Linked DNA regions of Mus musculus: region 2 is linked to region 1. A link is a contact called in public promoter capture Hi-C data. All regions are on one chromosome and are shown on one strand. The core of a region is the stretch at or near the end of the contact, and the rest is flanking DNA. Distances in the headings are between cores, read along the strand shown.

What was found. Promoter capture Hi-C pulls out the DNA fragments that hold promoters and counts their contacts.
Region 2: a contact with region 1 is called in a promoter capture Hi-C map of liver, with 3 times the contacts expected there. The contact joins the promoter of Pwp1 here to the promoter of Ckap4 in region 1. A contact is called at or near these places in 4 of 39 promoter capture datasets (cranial neural crest, hippocampal neurons and liver).

What each region holds. Positions count from the first base shown.
Region 1 is chr10:84,531,724-84,536,784 of GRCm38.p6, reverse strand. Ckap4 (cytoskeleton-associated protein 4) reads left to right here and starts at 2,897. Exons shown (of 2, transcript NM_175451.1): 1 at 2,897-3,338. The coding sequence starts at 2,919.
Region 2 is chr10:85,869,121-85,874,181 of GRCm38.p6, reverse strand. It overlaps Pwp1 (PWP1 homolog, endonuclein), which reads right to left and starts at 2,351. Exons shown (of 15, transcript NM_133993.3): 1 at 2,168-2,351. The coding sequence starts at 2,239.

The DNA.
Region 1 (5,061 bases), core at 1,648-4,147:
TGCACATGTGTGTATACTAGTGCGCATGTCCACGTGCTCTCATGTGAAGACCAGAGATTTCAGATACCCTGCCTTACCATTCTCCACCTTATCTCCCAAGACAAGCATCTCTCAATGAACCTGGAGCTGGGCAGACAGTCACCAAGCCCCAGCAATCATTGCGGTTCTTTATCACCTCCTCCCTACCCTGCCCCTGCCTGCACTGGGGTTACACTCTTCTGCAGCCATGCCTGCCCTCTTATGTTGGTCCTGGGAATTTGAACTTAAGTCCTCATGCTTGTGCAATGAATGCTCTTATCCACCAAGTGATCGTCCCGGTCTTGGAACGGCCTTTAACATGGGTTCTGGAGATCAAATGCAGGTCCATGTGCTTGTAAGGCAAGCACTTTATCAACCCAGGCATCGCTCTGACCTGTCACCCACTCTTCTCCAGTGCTTGACAGGAGAAAAGCCAAGATGCCTCCCATTCCCACCCCAGCTCTCACATGTAACTCCTAGAAAAAAAAAAAACTAAACAACACTGATTATTTTCACTAACAAATAAACGACTGTTTTCTTTAAGGAACAGATTCATGCCATAATAAAAAGGAGCTTTAGAGATGTGCTTTACAGAGAAGGTGGCCCTGAAGTCCAGAGGGGGAGTTATGTCCACTACTCAAGGTCATGGAATTTGATGGCAAAGCCACGGCTCAAAGAGCAAACAGGGCTCCTGCCTCCAGGCCAGAGCTTGGCTGGGTTCCAGCCTGCTGCTGTCTCCTTAACACAGACGATGGAGGAGAAGGTCTCCATTCGCACATCAGTAATCTTAATCACACCTTGAACTGAGATGGTTTTTAAGCAAGGTAGTCCTGGTCATCTTAGGACTCTCATCTCCTGTCTCCCTGTACTTCAGGCTGAGGAACCCTGTGCTTTGTTGAGCTAAGAGGTTTCTGCTACAGTATCTGCTATTCAGCCCAAGGAGGGGGCGTTCTCTTCTGTCTAGAGCAGATGCTTTCGCTAGGGCACACTCTGGCCCAAATTTAATCTCCTCTGTGTTTTCCCCACAATAGCAGTGACTCTCCTGCTTCTTTTGCTACCTTATTTTGTGGCCTTTTGCAATGGGCAGCCATTCTCTATACACAGCACACACCCTTCTAGTCAAGACAGGTGTCCTGGGCTTACCCCACTTCCTGCTCAGAAATAGCCTTCCTGTTCTCCTACTATGCAAATTCATTCTCCAAATTATTCCTCATTCTCTACTCTGTGTACAGCTCACGGTTTGCTTTCCAAGTTCTCTTTTCATTTATTGTCTCGGTTCTTAGGCGTTGGTTTTTAAAACATTAAAACATGCTTTCCCCCACCCCCACCCCCACCCCCTGCCAGGACCCAGAGCCCGTGATCACAGGCACATATGTGCCTATTCAGATTTTAAAGGTGATTTACGAAAAGAATGAGGAGCAACAAGATTGTCCTTGAGGAAGGTGCCTCTAGCAGTGGACAGACATCTCTCTGGCACACAGTGGGCCTTCAGCAAAGTTTTGCCCTTGTAAAGTTGCACATTCAGTGTCTCCTCGAAAATACTTTTCTCAAGAGGGGTATTGTCGGGCATGTGACCACCAAAGTATGGAAGTGGTGGTATTTGAACATGGGAAGATTCCAGTTTTGTTTCTAATTTTTTCCCCCTTCTAAGCAGATTGGGAGGAAGTTACAGACAGAAGAAATAGCATCCCTACTTCTGCCGCGCAGAAGTACACACTAGGACTGCGGGAGCCAGGTGCAGGGGAAAAGGTCCAGATTGGTATTACCAATGATCTGCACTGATGGTGGGCTCTGGTTTCCCTCCCAGTCATGAGTGAAGACTCACCCATGGGCTTCAGAAGCATCAGCCCAAGGTTCAAAACACGGCTGTGTGGGACCTTGAGGCATTCTGTTGGGGTCGAGGCTCAGCCTTGTGTGTTTCCTATAAAATGGGCAAATGTAATCTCAACCGTTCAAAGCTTTTGCGAGGATTTTAGAGCCCATACCAGCTGATAAGCACAGGTCTGGCACTGCTATATTTCTTTTTACAAATGTGGAAGTGACAACCTCAACCTGTGTCCCTCTAAGTGAGGGTGCTGATGGCTTCTCTACACTCAACCCAGAGCCTGTCAGGAACTGGAGCTGTGGAGAGACTGTATGATACCCCAAAAGAAAAGAGAACCAAGGGGCCTGGGGGTGTTGCATACAGTCTACTGCCCAGGCAAAGAGGGTCTGTAACTCAGTAACTCAATAACTCAGTAACTCAGCTCCCTAGGACAAGTTCTAGTCCATACCCAAGGTGCTTGGGTGCAGAGTCCTTCGAGCCCAAAAATTCTCGGGAAGAGACAGGCCTGGCCCGGCTGCAGGGCGGCCTTAGAGGAGGGGTGTTCCCGGCTTAGTGGTGGGCAAGTAGGGCGTCTGACCCCCCCCCCCCCCGTCCTGTCCCCACCTTCCAGAACCGTGCTTTCCGCTCCCCCTAGCACTCCCCCTCGGCCCGGGTGGGGATCGTGCTCAGCACAGTGCTCAGGAGGCACCCCCACCCCGCTGACTCCTCTCGAGGGTAGCCGGGGCACTGGGAGTCTCAGCCATCCGGGCAGCCGCGCCCAGCCTCGCCCCGCCGGGCTCCGCCCGCCCTCCGCGGGGTCGCAGCGAAGGGAGGAGGGGCGGCGGCCCGCTTGCGTGGCAGGCGCTCGGGCTGGGCTCGGCCTCCCTTCCCGGGAGGCGGGGTCGGCGCCGCGGCGGCGGCGGAGCCAGGCCCCCTCCTCCTTCCGCGGCCGGCCTCCTTCCTCGTCGCCCCACGTTCCCGGCCGCTCCGACGCCGCTGCGCCCGCGTGCCGCCCGCGCAGTCCCCGTGGGAGCCGGAGCCAGCGTCCCGGGCCGCGCGCCCCGCTCGCCCATCCCGCCGAGCCGCCGCCGCCGCCATGCCCTCGGCCAAACAAAGGGGCTCCAAGGGCGGCCACGGCGCCGCGAGCCCCTCGGACAAGGGCGCCCACCCGTCGGGCGGCGCGGATGACGTGGCGAAGAAGCCGCCGGCGGCGCCGCAGCAGCCGCAGCCTCCCGCGCCGCACCCGCCGCAGCACCCGCAGAACCAGGCGCACCGGGGCGGCCACCGCGGCCGGTCCTCAGCCGCCACCGCCAACGCGTCCTCCGCGTCCTGCTCGCGCAGGCTTGGCCGGGTGCTCAACTTTCTCTTCTACCTCTCCCTGGTGGCGGCGGCCGCCTTCTCGGGCTGGTATGTCCATCACGTCCTGGAGGAGGTCCAGCAGGTCCGGCGTGGCCACCAGGACTTCTCCCGTCAGAGGGATGAGCTGGGCCAGGGCTTGCAGGGCGTCGAGCAGAAGGTGGGTACTCCAGCTTTTGCGGGGTCGGGACTCTACTCCTGCCCTCCCTGAAGGGGCCCTGGTCCTTTCCTGCCCAGGCCCTGTGGCAAGAGCTGGGACCCCAGCGCCCTAGTCGCCAGGGCGGTCCCAGACCCGCTTTGTTAATGGTCTCAGAGAGGGATGGAGCGGACTCTGAGGATGGCCAGACCATTGGGGGAGGATGGGCCAAGGGCCTGTCACAGGACATTAGCGGTGACCTGTAAGGAAGCCGGCAGGCTCTACGTAGCCCATTCTTTTTGCATTAGGAACCGTTGAATGGACAGAGTTGCCCGAACAGGAGCCTGGAAGGGAAATCATCGCATCCCCGGAAGCCTCTAGTCAAGACTTCACCTTGGCTATGCCAGTAGGAGTCACCCGAGCCAGTTTTTAATAGACCTAGAGTTTTGGGGGTGGGGGTGGGGGAAGCTAGTGAGCTTAGTCATTTGCTAAGTTCAGATGAAACGTCTATCTTTAGGTCCCTTGTCCTTAGCTGGACCAAGGAGCCCATGTGGGCCTTTGAAGTCGCCTACTCCAGCTTTAGGGGAAACACAGGCCAGAAGTATTAGATCACACTTATGTGGTGTGTAGACAGCGTATTCATGTATTTTATTTCCTCACTCAAAGAGTTAACTAGAGGGAGGAAGAGAGGGCTGACAAATTTGACTCCATTTTCCAGACCCGAATATTGAGGTTTAAGAGACACAAAGTGAGTTGACACAGACCACAGCTGGCTTGAGTCGCAGATTGTGGAAGAAAGTGTGGGCCATTCGTGAGGAAGGATTCCCCAGCGAGCTGTTTCAGGAATGACCAGACAACTCTCATGGCAAACTGCTCAGTTTCTACCCTTCCAGCCCAAGTGTAGCCCCCTTCCCTCTAGTGCCTTCTCCATCCTCTCCACCCACATCCTTGCTCAATGAAACGCACTTGCTGGACGGAAACAAAAAATCCCGCCATTTCTGAGCCCGGAACCACGGCCTCCTTTCCCAGCATGCCGCTTGCCCTGCCAAGTCCCTACTTTTTTGTTGAGTGTGCACCACTAGGAATTTCCTCTCAAGACTGGAAGAGCAACTGGAGTGAGTCAGCCTGTGAAGTGGTGTAGGCCAAGGGAGGTGACTTAGCTGGGGAAATGAAGTGGGCGATTCTGCTCTGCCTGCTGAATGTCAGACCATCCTAAGAACACAGACACCCCGCGGGAGTCTGATCGCTAGCCCGTTTCCTCTCTTCCTAATCAGTCATAATATTTATTGAAGCCTGATAGTTGTATGGCTGTGCGTGAGCCCTGTGGAGGATATGGAGGAGGAAAAGGCGCAGATCAAGCTTGTGAAGTGGCATCCTAAGTAGGTTTCAGGGGTGGGGAACTTATGCACACTTTGAGAAGAAAGGGCTTGTGGGTTTGTATGTGGGACAGGGCTGGTCATTAGAAGTATCAGGAGATGGCATGACCCCATACAGGTAAGGGGACAATCTCGACTATACCTGAAGGACAGAAGGTAGCTAGCCTTCCAGTGACAGAATACAGGGGAAGTTGGAAGCTTGAGCCCAAAGTGGTTAGATCCAGGTTGAAGAACATGGGTGTTAGTTCCTATGTTGCCTTTTGGTCTCTTTGTTGGTTTTACCCCTTCCCATTCACAGCTGTATGCAAATCGCTTTCCTCTTTGAGCCTGTTTCTCATTCTCCAGGCAAGAGGAAGGCGCCATCAAGGTTT
Region 2 (5,061 bases), core at 1,102-3,601, 1.3 Mb before region 1:
CAAGAGCCATCAAGAAATCTCATACATGTCGGCTCTAAACTTAAGGAGGCAGAGCTTGTACAAATCGGATCTGTACGAATCCTTTGTACAAATCAGACTCCGCCCACCTACCACTGTTAGCAGCCGTGCTCACTCTGCTCCTCTGCCTTCCTCAATATTCAAATAGGCTGGCTTCTGTAAAATAGACAGACCTGTGGTCGCCATGTTTCTTCCAACTATCTCAGACTCCAAGGGCACCTCCCTCTCTGGCTATCAAACCATAGAACATCCGTCCTCTGCCTTTTTTCCCCTAGCATCACTGCCCAATGTAAATGGATTCTTTCTGGGAACTAATAACCCCCATCTTCCTCCACCCATTCCAACCTTGAATTCCAGCTCTATTTTCCCCACTTCCAGTAACATTTCCCATTTGGCTATCTTTTGTTCTAATGAAGTTCAAAACTAAGGCCACTCTCTTCAAAACTGGCATTCCCTCACCTAAATAGTGAGTCAGTACCTTTAAGGCACATAACAAGAAGGCAGTGGGGGTGGGGGGTGGGGTGGAACACATGCCTTTAATCCCAGGGGAGGCAGAGGCAGGCGGATCTCTCTGAGTTCAAGGCTACCTGGTCTACAGAGTGAGTTACAGAACAGCTACACAGAAAAAACCCTGTCTGGAGAAAAGACCAGACCAGACCAGACCAGACCTAACACTTCTGTATTAAGCTTGTAAAGGCCAACACTAGTTGGGTATTGTTTATTTACTTAAGCCCGCAGTGTGGGTTGGCCATAATGGCAACACTCCACATGAAGGTAAATCAACGGCTCAGTTTCTACTAAAGAGCCTCCAGATCTTCAGTGGCTCACACCTATAACTCTAGTATTTAGGAGGCTGACACGGGAGGATTGCCATAAGTCTGAGGCCACAGCGGGCTACAGAGTGAGACCTGGTCTCCAAAACAACAACAAAAAACGTTGAGATAACAAGAATCTCCCTGAGAATGACATTCAATTCTGCCTGAGAAAGATCCAGAAATTAAAGACTGAAAAACTCCGGGGAAGGCCGGAGGTCAGTCGGTAAAGCTTTTGTTGAGCAAGCATGTGGATCTAAGTTCCATCCCAGAAGCCACTCAAAAGCTGGGTGTAGTGTAGGGGACACCTGTAATCCCAGCACTAGGGACTACAGAGACGAGAATTTCTGGTGCCTTGGCCAGCCACTCTATCTCGATTGACTAACGCTGGGTTCAATCAGACAGCGCACACATACACAAACACATGAACATGGGCATACATACATACACATACACACACACAAAGGTATTTGTATTGCTTGGGGTTGGGGCATGACAACTAGGGATTTTTAAGACTCTCTTAATACTTCGAAAGCTGTGTATGGCCCTTTTAAAATGAAAACAATTTTCTTTTGGAGAATTTTTAATAAGGCAAGTGTTGTCCCTATCCTATAAATATACACTGCTTGCTTGCTGTTGGCAAAACACCAGAGAAAACAGTGACTAAACACTACCTGCACTCTGGTAGAATTTACACCTATAAGGAGTATTTCCATCCCTCACCGCATGTAAATTCATGTCGAGGCCACTCCCACGTCTATCACATATCGAGTTGTCACTACTCAGACAATTACACCCATAGCAACCCCTTCACTTCTTTTAGGACACTTACAACCCCTGACATCCCGAAAGTCAAGAACAGGGCTTTGCCCTATATCGCTCCAACATATCCCGGAACTCCAGGCTCCGCTTGGCTTGCAGAAAACACTGTGTAATGAACAAAACCGCCTGAGTAACCGGCTTCCTTTGCCACGGTCTCCAGCTTTTGTACAACTTCCTTCATACTGTGTTACACTGACACCTTGTTCTCTCTGCCCCATAACGTTTTATCCGGATCACCGTAAGAAACTCGTAACAAGCAAACACCCCCGCCCCTTCCCAGTGCACAAAAAGTCCACGTGTTCGTGCATCTCAGGGATGGGATCGGGGTTCCCGCTCCGGGCAGGGAAGGGGCGCGCGGTCTCTGCTCGCCCGGGTCACCGGAGCCACACCTCACATGGCTACAGTCCCGGCCAACCTGGCAGGTCCCATCGCGTGGCTCCTGCTGGGCGCGTGCTGCCCCAGACGGGGCCGAGCCCACGGCCATGCCGTGGCATCTCCCCATACACAGGCCTCACCTTGTCTGGAGTCTCTTTGGCCACGCCGCGGCGGACCCAGGCCACGCAGGTCACTTGGCGGCTGCGGTTCATGATCTTCGGTTTGAACCCGGCGCAGGTTGGAGCCCTGGGAGCTGGGAGACACTACTCTTGAGCTCCGCGGAGGGGAACAACGCGCAGGCGCGGGCGCTCGCTGACGTCACTCGCAGGCGCCAAGGGGAAGGGGAGGGGAATTTGCATGAGATGGGCGGGGCCGTATGCAAATCTACGACTGCTTCCTGTGGAGTTTCTATCTCCTTCCTCCTATTCTTCCATAAGAGTTCCCAAGCTCCATCCACTGTTTGGCTGTGTCTGTATCTGTCTGAATCAGCTACTGGGGGGAGCCTCTCAGAGAACAATATGCTTCTGTCTGCAAGCATAGCAGAGTTTCATTAATAGTGTTAGGGATTGGTGCTTGCCCACTGGACGGGTCTCAAGTTGAAATGGTTATTGGTTGGCCATTCACTCAGTCTCTGCTCCCTCCCCTATGCCAGCATTTCTTGTAGACAGGATAAATTTTGAGTTGAAAGTTTTGTGGGTGGGTTGGTGTCTCTATTGGAGTTCCATTCTGGATACAGGAGATGGCCTCTTCAGGTTCCACATCCCCAATGAGAGTCACAGCTAAGGTCACCCCCCACTGATTCTTGGGAGCCTCCCTTATCCCAGGCCTTTGTCTCGTCCTGGAGATGCAGGTTTCCCCCCACTTTGCAGATTTCCATTCATTTTCATGGCCATATAGCTATCTCTCCTGTTCTTCTCCATGCCTGATCCTGAATCCCCCATTTCCCCTCTCTCCCAGTTCCCTCCCTCCATCAGCCTCTTATGACTATTTTATTCCCTCTTCTAAGTGAGATTCAAGCTTCCTTGATTGAGTCTTCCTTCTTGTTTAGTTTCTTTGGTTCTGTGAAGTGGACCATGGTACCTGTATTTTATGGACAATATCCACTTATCACTGAGTACACACCATGCATGCCCTTTTGGGACTGGGTTATCTCACTCAGGATGATATTCTCAAGTTCCATCTATTTGCCTGCAAAGTTCATGATGCCTTAGGTTTTAATAGTTGAATAGTATTCCATTGTGTAGATGTACCATGCCTTTATCCATTCTTCAGGTGAGGGATATCTAGGTTGTTTCCTGTTTCTGGCTATTACAAATAAAACTGTTATGAACATTGATGAACAAGCATCTTTGTGGGATGATGGAACATCTCTTGAGTACATGCCCAGAAGTGGTATGGCTGGGTCTTGAGTTTTCTGAGAAACTGCCAAGTTGATTTCCAAAGTGATTGTATAAGTTTGTACTCCCACCAGCAATAAAGACTGCTCCCCTTGCTCCACATCCTCACCAGCATATGCTATCTCATGAGTTTTTTTTTTTTATCTTAGACATTCTGATGGATGTAAGGTGGAACCTTAGAGTTGTTTTGATTTGCATTTCCCTGATGATTAAGGACTTTGAACATTTCTTGAAGTGCTTCCCTGCCATTTGAGATTCCTCTGAGAATTCTCTGTTTAGCTCTGTACGCCATTTTTTAATTGGGTTATTTGGATTGCTGGTGTCTGCCTTCTTGAGTTCTTTGCAAATTTTGGATACTAGCCCTTTGTCAGATGTATGGTTGGTGAAGATCCTTTCCCAATTTGTCCTAATAACAATGTCCTTTGCCTTACAGAAGCTTTGTAGTTTCATGAGGTCCCATTTATCCATTCTTGATCTTAGAATCTGAGCCATTAGCATTCTGTCCAGGAAATTGTCTCCTATACCAATGTGTTCAAGGGTATTTCTCACTCTCTTCTATGAGACTTCTTAGTGTATCCGATTTTATGTTGAGATGCTCTTTCAAGATCCCTAAAAAATGGTATTAGAATTTTGGTGGGATTGCATTGAATCTGTAGATTGCTTTTGCTAAGATGACCATTTTCACTATCCTACCAATCCATGAGCATGGGAGATCTTTCCATCTTTTGTTATCTTCTTCAATTTCTTTCTTCAGGGACTTGAAGTTCTTGCCATAAAGGTCTTTAGCTTGCTTGGTTACAGTTACACCAAGATATTTTATATCATTCGTGGCTATTGTAAAGAGTGTTGTTTCCGGAGGGCAGTCATGTGAGTGCTCTATAGCCTAGTAATAGTGTCAGACCTTGGGACCTCCCCTTGAGCTGGATCCTACTTTGGGCCTGTCACTGTACCTTCTTTTCTTCAGGCTCCTCTCCATTTCCATCCCTGTAATTCTTTCAGACAGGAAGAATTATGGGTCAGAGGTGTGACTGTGGGATGGCAGCCCCATCCCTCATTTGATGTCCTGACTTCCTGCTGGAGGTGGGCTCTATAAGTTCCCTCTCCCTACTTTCAGGCATTTCATCGAAGGTCCCTTCCTGTGAGTCCTGAGAGCCCCTCACCTCCCAGATCTCTGGTGCACTCTGGGGTCCCCCCCCACCCCCCCGCGCAGCCTCCTATTTCCTGAGGTTTCCTGTTTACATTCTGTATTAGTCAGGGTTCTCTAGAGTCACAGAACTTATGGATAGTCTCTATATAGTAAAGGAATTTATTGATGACTTACAGTCTACATCCCAATTCCCAACAGTGGTTCAGTAGTAGCTGTGAATGGAAGTCCAAGGATATATAGCAGTTACTCAGTCTCACACAGCAAGCAGGCAAAGAAGCAAGAGCAAGACTCCCATCTTCCAATGTCCTTATATTGTCTCCAGCAGAAGGTGTAGCCCAGATTAAAGGTGCATTCCACCACACCTTTAATCCTAGATGACCTTGAACTGGGAGATTTAATCTTCTGGAATCCATAGCCACTATGCCTCAAGATCTCCATACCAAGATCCAGATCAGAAACTTCTATCTCCAAGTCTCCAGATAAGGGTGAC